Linked DNA regions of Sus scrofa: all the other regions are linked to region 1. A link is a contact called in public Hi-C and promoter capture Hi-C data. All regions are on one chromosome and are shown on one strand. Each heading gives the region's core, a stretch centred on a gene start, on an enhancer-like site or on the middle of the called end of the contact. The rest is flanking DNA. Distances are from core to core; before and after follow the strand shown. Region 1 holds the start of MGME1 (mitochondrial genome maintenance exonuclease 1). Region 2 holds the start of DTD1 (D-tyrosyl-tRNA(Tyr) deacylase 1). Region 3 holds the start of DSTN (destrin, actin depolymerizing factor).

What was found. Promoter capture Hi-C pulls out the DNA fragments that hold promoters and counts their contacts. A called contact is a pair of places that touch in the nucleus more often than the background predicts.
Region 2: a contact with region 1 is called in a Hi-C map of liver, with 6 times the contacts expected there. The contact joins the promoter of DTD1 here to the promoter of MGME1 in region 1. A contact is called at or near these places in 2 of 47 Hi-C or Micro-C datasets (heart right ventricle and liver) and 1 of 2 datasets of contacts at active chromatin or transcription factors (alveolar macrophages).
Region 3: a promoter capture Hi-C map of liver shows a contact between it and region 1, with 6 times the contacts expected there. The contact joins the promoter of DSTN here to the promoter of MGME1 in region 1. A contact is called at or near these places in 3 of 5 promoter capture datasets (fetal liver, fetal skeletal muscle and liver), 1 of 47 Hi-C or Micro-C datasets (heart right ventricle) and 2 of 2 datasets of contacts at active chromatin or transcription factors (alveolar macrophages and skeletal muscle).

What each region holds. Positions count from the first base shown.
Region 1 is chr17:26,380,096-26,383,401 of Sscrofa11.1, reverse strand. MGME1 (mitochondrial genome maintenance exonuclease 1) reads right to left here and starts at 1,841. Exons shown (of 5, transcript XM_021078251.1): 1 at 1,824-1,841. The coding sequence starts at 1,841. SNX5 (sorting nexin-5) reads left to right here and starts at 1,725. Exons shown (of 14, transcript XM_021078329.1): 1 at 1,725-1,983; 2 at 2,223-2,304. The coding sequence starts at 2,254.
Region 2 is chr17:26,809,384-26,812,689 of Sscrofa11.1, reverse strand. It overlaps DTD1 (D-tyrosyl-tRNA(Tyr) deacylase 1), which reads right to left and starts at 1,551. Exons shown (of 6, transcript XM_003134277.6): 1 at 1,320-1,551. The coding sequence starts at 1,362.
Region 3 is chr17:25,997,153-26,000,458 of Sscrofa11.1, reverse strand. It overlaps DSTN (destrin, actin depolymerizing factor), which reads right to left and starts at 1,629. Exons shown (of 4, transcript NM_001004031.1): 1 at 1,574-1,629. The coding sequence starts at 1,576.

The DNA.
Region 1 (3,306 bases), core at 592-3,091:
TAAAGGTATAACACTTTTCCCTCATATAGACAAAAAATTGTAGAACAGAAAATAAAAATTATCTTATTGAGGAACCTGACTGGTATCCGTGAGGACACAGTTTCAATCCCTGGCCTCAATCAGTGGGTTAAGGATCTTGTGTTGCAGGTCGCAGACAAAGCTCAGATCTGGCTGGCACTGCTGTGGCTGTGGAGTAGGCCCGCAGCTGCAGCTCTGATTTGACCCCTAGCCTGGAAACCTCCATATGCTGCAGATGCGGCCTCAAAGAGACAAAAATAAAACAAAAGCCCCACAATTATCTTACTGAGGTTTACAGGAACATTTTGACTGGGTCTACAAGGACAGTAGCAAGAGCAAAGGATTCCTGCACCAAGAAGTTGGCAACAACCAGCCACATTCCCCTCCTTTTATTTATTTATTTATTTTGGTCTTTTTGCCATTTCTTGGGCAGCTCCTGTGGCATATGGAGGTTCCCAGGCTTGGGGTCGAATTGGAGCTGTAGTTGCCAGCCTAGCCAGAGCCATACCAACACACGATCTGAGCTGTGTCTGTGACCTACACCACAGCTCACGCCAACGCCGGAACCTCAACCCACTGAGCAAGGCCAGGGATTGAACCTGCAACCTCATGGTTCCTAGTCGGATTCGTTAACCACTGAGCCATGATGGGAATTCCCCCCTCCTTTTAGTATAAAGGAAGCCTGAATACTAACTGATAAGATGGTTCTTTGGGACACTCCTCCACCATCTTCTCTGAGTGCCTGCTCTCCAATAAAGTCGCTATTCCTTGCCCCAACAACCCTTCTGTCGATTTATAGCCTATGCTGCAGCCAAGGTTGGTAATATTCAGACAAAACTACTTTTAAAGGACCAGCAGTTATTGAGAACTAGAAGACAGTTTGGGGCAAGATGTCTCCAATATTCAATACGGAGAAGTACTACGCCTAGGAAGGGAGGCGTGTGTAAAGAAAAACCAGGACCGGAGTTCCCGTTGTGGCGCGGTGGTTAATGAATCCGACTAGAGAACCATGACGTTGTGGGTTCGATCCCTGGCCTCGCTCAGTGTGTTAAGGATCCGGTGTTGTCGTGAGCTGTGGTCGCAGACACGGCTCGGATCCTGCGTTGCTGTGGCTGCAGCTTAGGCCAGCGGCTACAGCTCTGACTCCTAGCCTGGGAACCTTCATGTGCCGTGGGTGCGGCCCTAGAAAGGACAAAAAAAAAAAAAGAAAAAGAAATACCAGGATCTAGAGGAGGCATGCCAGTCATAGTTAAGTTTACCACTAATTCCCAAATGTTAGATTCTTGGCTAATTAATTCTGTGTGATTTCTCATTCAGCCCCTAACACTCAGTGGGCACTACTGAGATCAGTCTTAAGGAGCTCCTGAGCTGGAGGGCGGCAGTCCCCAGGGCCCACTAACCCATACTCCCCCAAGGAGGCCTCCCGCTCTGATAGCGGCGGAACCATAGTGGGGGAGATGTCGCCTGCGGCCCCTCGAATGGGAGTCAGGATGAGGGAAGAGGCAGCTTAAACAGAAGCCCAGCCCATGGCAGGGGTAGGTACCTCAAGGCCACCACGCTTTGGTAACTCCCAGGGTGTGAACAACCCTCTGGCGCGTACTTTTCATCCGTCCCGCGCCTCCGTCCCCAACTAGGCCCCGCCCCACAAACCGCAGTCCCAGCATGCAGTGCGGAGCTCACGTCCCGCCCCTAGTCCCTCGTTCTTCTCCATTGACAATTAAGGAACCATGGGGAGAACCGCCCCGCTGGCCGAAGCGCGGGCGCCTCCGAATCGCGCCTTTTCTCTCTCACGAGATTTTGCTTACGTCAGAGGTCGTCGCCATCTTGGACTCTGGCTGAGTAATAAATTTCCCCCGCACGAGCGCACGGTCTTTCGCGAGAGGCGCCTCACTTGGCAGGTGTTAAGGGCTCCGCGTTTCCGTCGCGGCCCTACGGTCGGCGGTTTCCGCGTGGCCCGGAGCGAGGGTAGGCCCCGAGTAACTTCTTTGCCCGGCTCCAAGATGGACGGCAGAGGGGACGGGGGAGGCCTCTCAGGGGGAGCACGTGGGGCGCCGCTCGCCTTTCCTGGGGCTGCTGGGATGGTGGCGGAGTCCCGAGGCCTCCCGCCGCCGTCGGGCAGGGAGGCTGGCGGAGGCGGGGCCGCGGCCGCCCCTGAGAGGCTCCCCGGCGGCGGCGGCGGCCCAGCCTCTTCTTTCCTCGCACAGCCAGGCGGCCCCGCTCGAGGCCCGCGTCGCCATGGCCGCGGTTCCCGAGTTGCTGCAGCAGCAGGAGGAGGATCGCAGCAAGGTGAGGCCCTGCCCACCCTCAGGCTCCAGCTTGGGAGGCCCCGGTGATCTCCCGGACCCCACACTCCTTCCCCCGGCCGCGGATTACTCCTTGGGGCCCCAGGGCTGTCCTCCCTCTGGGCTCCCTGGGGCGCTCCTTGGAGACCCGGGAGCGCGTGCTTGACGTGGAAAAGTTCCTGGAACTTCCCTTGGCTCGGTGGAGACCGGCTTGTGAACGTGAAATCCGCTGTTGCGACAAATGACAGCTTGATTTTTTTTGTTGTTGTTGCCTCCGATCCGCGTCCCATTCCCTCGAGAAAACTTTTTGGCTCAGATACTGGGGAAATTTTATCGAGTCAAATATGCAGCGTATTCGTTACAATTAACCGCTAAATGCGTCACTGTGGAGGTTCTGTCATTTTTAGTAGGTGCTCGAATAGTTGAAGACTTATTATGTAAATTACCCCCAGGCTCTTAGATCTTTAGGTCTGAAAGGTAACTGATGCAATAAATTCATGTTACTTTAGCTAGTAAAAGGTTTACGGGCAAGCTTCCGCCTTTATTGGTCCTTTACCCGTTTTGAAATTTATAGAGATTGGTATGAGCAGCAACGTTTTGTGCAAAATCGTCAACAGAAGTTAATCTGACAGAAAATGAAATTTATTCTAAAAATTGGAGGCACTCTCGAATTTAAGAAACCTGGAAGGATCTCTTTAGCAATCTAAGGCACATTTGATCCATAGCTCTTGGAGAAACTTTAGTTTGTGCCAAAGCTCAGATACAGCTGCTGAGTTATTCCAGTAAGGGTGTCATTGCTGTATTAGTTACCGAAATGAAATTGGGATCTTGGGGTATTTTTCTTTTAAAGTTGAAAGAAGTAACCCCCTCCCAAAGCCGGAAGTGGGGACTTGAGAACGATTCTTTTTCTAGAACATTCCAAAGCAGATGGCTGAATAGGAATTTTGGTAGATTGATTTCTCCCCACCTGGCACCTTCTTGATCCAGAATCGAGTTTAGAGGGCTC
Region 2 (3,306 bases), core at 302-2,801, 430 kb before region 1:
ACTAAAATGCTAAAAAAAAAAACCCAGTTCTCAAATTCCATAAAGCCCAGAGCTATCCTATTCCCTATTACTCCAGGACCATAACCAAAACCAGCTACCACAACAGCTTAGAAATCATTACGCAGGATTGGAAAGTAGAATCTCAAATCTAAATATATGGTTTTACTGAGCTTGGTTGTTTCTTCGGGATTTTGCTGTTTTGGTTTTAGATTTATACTTTCCTGGACACAAAAACACATACTTGGTATGGACTGGCTTGAAGGAAAGGCTATCTAGGATTACCTGAATGAAACAGTATTAGAATTCTGCCAAAAACAAAAAAAACAAAAAACAAAAAACTGGAAGATAATCTAAAATTAGTCATTTAAAATTTCCTGATATCTTTACTATCTTGGCTTGAGTTTTTTAAAACGACTCCCTTCTAGGAAATGTGTGGTGACTGTGAGTTAAAGATCCAGCATTGTCACTGCTGTGCTTACAGCAGTGGCCGCGGGTTCCATCCCTGGCCCAGGAACTTCCTCAAGCTGCGGATGCCACCAAAAAGTAAAAAAAAAAAAACAAACAAACAAAAATATAAACGACTCCGTTCTATCCATTAATCATCTGGACCCCTGATGCTCAAACCAGACTACAGTGATCAACTGATGACTAATGGTTGGGTGGCTTGGTCAACAAGAAACTGGTGGAAAAGAGAAACATCTCATCCTGAATCCTTTAGATTCTGACTGTCCCTTCAGGGCTCGGTGAGGAAGGGGAGTCCTGGGCAGGAACGCGCTGCACCGGGGCTGGGCGCTGGGCACGTGGGCGGACACACGGTCAGAACTCACCCCTACCGACAACTCTTCACAGCTGTGCATCTCACTGGGCGTCAAGCTCCATCAAAACTGGGATATGGAGAAAATGGGCAACAAAAGGAAAATGTCGAGCAGAAGGTTGCAAAATGGGTAGTTCTTGCTCCGGAAATGCTCCCTACATGTTGTTTGTGCAACATTCCACGAAGAACGGGCCACAGAGGTGCTCAGAGGATGCTAGGAGGTTCGGCCACCTGGCACTCAGGACTGAAAGAAACGCTGGTGAAAATAATGAGGCGCGTTCATCGTGAACCCTAAGCGGAAACCCTGCAGCTCGGGCCGCGCCGGGACCCCCCGGGCACGTGGACGGCACCGCAAGCCGGCCGGGGCTGCGCGCCGCCGGGGACCGAGCTCGCGCAGGGCTGCAGCTGCCCCGGGGCGGCGCGGGGGAACCCTCGCGGGGGTGGCCGTGTCGGCCGGGCGCGGGGTCAGGGGCGGCTCCTCCCGGCCCGGCCCCGCCCGACTGACCTGTGACGCTGGCCCGGGTGACGCGCTGCACCACGGCCTTCATGGCGGCGGCTGGGGCGAGCGGGGCGGCGCCGGACGGCTTCCGGCCTCGAGACTCTCCAGGCGGCGCGGCGACAGACGCCCTCTGCGGGTGACACCAGGAAGTGCGCGGGCGGCCCTGCAGGACCCGCTAGTCGGCAGCTCGCCCACGTCGGCCACGCCCACCCACAGGTTGTTCCCGCCGGCGTCGGTCACGCCCACCTGAGCCCTAAGTATAGCCCCGCCCCCGTCATAGGCCCCACCCATTCTCGATCCTGCCCCACCCACAGCTGAGCCACGCCCCAACGCTGGGATCCAGCAACCCCCTTCCCAGTCCCCACCCCCAGCCACACTCACAGGTGCCCTGACAGCAGTTTCTGCACCTGTTTCTTCTCACATCTCGGGCCTAAGAACCAGTCGTAACTAAATCCCAGCTTTGTTGTCCAGACTCCTAATCCTAATTGTGTTTCTCTTTTCATTTTCCACCCCTCAGGCCCCAGACCCTCCCAAATTCTTTTTCCCTTGTCTTCCTGTCTCAGTGGTTCCTCAGAAGCCAGATAGAAGAGGATCTACTGCCTAAAGCAGCCATTTAAGTGTTTCCGTATTCACTTGACTTAGCCATGTCAGGACACTGCAGATACATGACTATGTTACTCTAATCCCTTCTCTAATACTGATGCTTAGTCTCTCTCACAGGATCGTTAAAAGATTTGAATAAAATATACAAGTGCTTAGAAGCTGAAAGGACTGTACAAGTATTACCCTGACAAATTAGTATCACTGATAAAAACAAGCCCCTCTCATGTGTCCCCTTACAGTGTAACAGTACTTGTGGGTGTAGAGTGATGGGGTTTGGAAACAAAATTGGGTCTGCTTGCCCATGTGTAGTAAAGCCGATCTACTGATACCAGGTTGTGGTGAGGGAACGTGCAGTGTTGACTGTAATGGCGCCCTACTAGGAGAACAGGTGTCTCATGCTCAATAACTCCAAACTCCCAGAAAGGTTTCAACCAGGTGGTGGGGAGGGGGGTCACAGGGCATGTGATCAGCTCATGCACAGTTCTCTAGCTGATGGTGAGGAAACAGGGCACCATCACAGGTAACATTATCAATCCTTGGAGTTCCCATCATGGCTCAGCGGTTAACGAACCCGACTAGCATCCATGAGGACTTGGTTTTGATCCCAGGGCCCGATCAGTGGGTTAAGGATCTGGCATTGCCATGAGCTGTGCTGTAGGCTGGCAGCTACAGCTCCAAATGGACCCCTAGCCTGGGAACCTCCATGTGCCTCGGTGTGGCCCTAAAAGACAGACACACAGACAGACACAAACACACACACAATTATCAATCCTTAGGTGCTAGTATGTCTGGAGGCTACTTGCTCAGGATGATCAAGTATTTAATTTCTTCCATTTGGTGGGGGTTTTAGCATCTGTAAAACAACTCAGAAATGTTTATCAGATACTATTATCTGGGTACTATGGGATGAGGGGAGGGCTGTCACAGGAAGGCCCCACAGGGCCCCCCCAGGTTATAAGGACTCTCTACCCCATATATGGCAACTCAGCATATTGAATATGTTTGAGTTTAAGGACTTTGAGAAAACAGCAGAAGCAGGAAAGTCACTCTGATGTCCCCTTACCCACTTGGGTCCTTGGACTGTTGAATCGGTAGGCATTGAAGCCAGGCATTCCCTTTGTGGCTCAGCAGAAACGAATGACTAGCATCCATGAGGACACAGGTTCAATCCCTTGCCTCACTCAGTAGGTTAAGGATCCGGCGTTGCTGTGGCTGTGGTGTATGCCAGCAGTTGCAGCTCCGATTTGACCCCTAGCCTGGGAATCTCCATATCCTGCAGGTGCGGCCCTGAAAAAAAAAAAAAAAAAATTGAGACCAGATGAGAATCCCAGGAATGGCTTCAAGGGGAATCCATGCAGCAGGAGAGGAAAGACAAAAATAGGTACTCTTG
Region 3 (3,306 bases), core at 380-2,879, 380 kb after region 1:
TGTGCCAGGGAAGGAACTCTTTTAATTTTTATTTCTCCTCTTTCCAAACCATAAATTTAAAAAAAAAGACTTTTTTATTTTAATGTGTAGAAATAAGGAAATTAGGCTTTAAACTTGAACTTTAAAGTAAAAAGACTCTGTCCTATTTTCAAACAGAAAATAAAATTATATCAAATTAGAAGGCATGCTCCAACCTGATTCATGAGCGTTCATAAGCGTGGCTGGTTTTAAATATATGAGAACCCCAAATCCTTAGATTAAGTCTTTCAATGTAAGGCAATAATACAAAGTAGTATAATCTTAAATTTTAAGTCTTAAAGTGCTGATCCTCTATGTAGCTTACAGAATTAAATTAAGGAAAAATCAAAAACTGAAAAATACATTCCGGCTACGTATCCTCAAGTCATCAAGAAACCACTGAAGACTAGAAAAACTAATTTCTTTTTCTTCCACTAATGAGCCAATCTGCATAGCCATGAAAGGTGCAATTTCTTAAGAAAACCAAAACTGTTTTCCAGTGATAACATTTTTAATGCAGATACACTGGTACCAACTGCTTTCAGGCAGATAGATGCAGTAACAGTGTAATATTTCTAGCAATGTGGTAAGCCTTTGCCTGCAAATCATTGACCAAAAATGGTAACAACGTGTGCAGACTAAAGAAAATAACAAAATGTTCTACTTGTTCATCCAGTTAAGAACAGTTTTACAGCAAATTAGAGTGAGTTTGGAAGGGGAAATACGTAAATTAAGCAGTCTCCAACGCCTAGAATATACGGAACATCTGTTCACGTTTTAGTGACTCGGATGATTTAATGGACTTTAAAAAGCTTTTTCATTCACTCTTATTAGCATCACCAGCATCATGCCCACACCTTGCACGCTAAGGTTTGGCAGAGCAAAACTGTTTACGGTTTAAAGAAAATTTCTGACCGTACGTGGAGAAACCGGACAGTCAGGGGTTAAAAGAGCCACTGCCTAGCTTGACAAGTACGACGAGAGTGCTGCTGGAAGCTGACTGCCAGACGCGACAAACAAAGCGACCGCGAGGCCGCCCCCCCCACACACACACACCCCGATCCTCATCTTGCCTGGGTCAGGATCGTAGATGATCATTCCGCCCCCCAGGGTTGCTCAATCCAGCATCTCCTTAACGAGGTACAAAAACCTCACCGGTCGAAACTCGTAAGAGTCATGACCGCCTCCGCGCCCAGCTTCGACGAAACCGGCGCTAATCAGGCCCGCGCCGGACTCCGACGCCCCCACCCCGGGAGGTCAGGCCCCGGGTCGAAGTCGCTGTGGGGCGGCGGGGCGGTGGCGCGCGCTCGACCCCGGCCAGTCTACCAAGGCCCGGGCGAAAGGCACCGCCGAGGCGACGCTCACGGCGGCACCGAGCGACGCATTTGCCGGGGGGCCGCCCCGGGGCGCGGGGGCCCAGCAAGTCCGCGGGCGGTGGGAGCCCGAGACCCTGCCCCCGGGAGGCTGCAGCCCAGCCCGGATCCTTCCCCCTCCGTCCCGACCCCCGCGGCGCCACAGCCGCGTCAGCCAACGTCTCGGGCTCCCGCCTGCTCACCATGTTCGCCTCGGCGGTCGCAGAAGCGCGGGAGACCGAGCCGGCCGGAGCCGAGTCTACCGAGTGTTCACCTCACAGCAGCTGGTCCGAGGTATCGAGCCGCGAGGCGACGCGGGGCGTGAGCCTACCAGGGGGCGGGAGCGCGGGCGCGCCTCGGGCCCTAACGCGGCTGCGCACGTCACACGCTGCCCACCGTTGCTACGCAACCGGCCGGCCTAGCAACGCTCTGCCCAGGCGGCCCTTCAGACGCCTGGCCGGCGGGATCTTCTTCACCTTCTGGAGACTGAAGGACTAGGTACCCCTCATCATCTCGTGTCCGTGGGGGCGGAGGTGAGGCCCTCCTTCAACTGCAAGGGAAGAGGAGGCGGAGCTTGGACTGGCGCCTGCGGGCGAGGGTCCGGGGCGGAGCCATGTGGCACCCCGCCCACTGCACCGCCGTTGCCCTTACATGGAAGTAGCCACCTGGCCCAACAGGTGTGCGCCGCCGCTAGGGGCGGGCCTGGGAGGGCGCGGGACGGCGTGGCGTGGGGGGGAGAGGGTTGGGGGTAAAGGGTGGGCGGGGCCCGCGACGGAGAAGACCGGAGGGAGGACCCTCGGGATCCCTAGCGCGGGCGGTCTTGAAGGGCACGCGTCCCGCATTTTTTACCTACTTTGGTGCGATTCCCGCTATCCTCCCCTGATTGGCCCAGCCCGGAACGTCGGGTCCTCGGGAGAGGGGAAAAATCTGCACATTTTTCCTCCTTCCCGAGGCGACTGTGGCCGTTCAAAGTGCTCTGTGAGTCACTGCTAATTTCAGGTCTGGAAAAAAACAAGGAGTGATTTATTTATCTTTGGGTACAGCCCGGGGAAGGAGGCCCTGCAGATCGCAGGGGTGTGGCTGGGAAACGGCGGAGTTGCCTTGGGATGGTGGCGCCAGCCCCGCTGCTACGTTTGGGTTTTGTTTTTTTTTTTTTTTTTAATTTGGGATTGCGTTTTTTTAATGGGCGGTTGCATCAGAAACACAATTTTCGGAGAGCCAAAAGGAATCCCAGTGTTTTTTTCGGAGGGGGTTTTGTGGGGAATAAAGGAAACAAAGAATTTACAGTCAGGATGATTACTTTTAAGTTTTATTTAATTTAGGCTACCGAAAACATCACGGGCTCTACTAAAACTATTTTAATTCTCCCAGTGTGAGGCTTTTGGACAAGATGGTCAACATGTTTTTTGTTTTTTTCTGAGCACTGTATAAAATCTATATTGCCTGTGACTATTATTTTGGCCATTCAACGTAGAAGCTGATTTCTCATTACTCTTCTGTTTTTTGTTTGTTTTTTCTTTTTTATAAGAGAGTAGGTTATGGTGATTCTAAACCTTCACCACCTGCTTCAAGATATTCGGCAGGCTAGAGCAGTGGTTTTCAACTTGAAAGAGAACTTAAAGTCAGATAGATCTGGCTGCCCCACCCCCCAGAGTTTCTGACCGAATTTCTGAGATGAGACTACATTTCTAACAATTCCCAGGTGATGCTAATGTCACACTTTGAAAAGAAAGAACCCATCTGTATGCTGCTACAGCTGGAGCAGCCCTTTGTTTCTCTGTCTGCCTAGGACTCTATGCCAGCCTCCATGTCTAAGTCCTTGAAGGCCTCCTTTCTAGTCCAAGACTGAACTGTGCTTATTTAAGGACACAATTCTGACCTGTTGCAGCCTCTCTTCTGCATTTCTTCCTCCACCCTGCCACCAGAGTTATGTCCA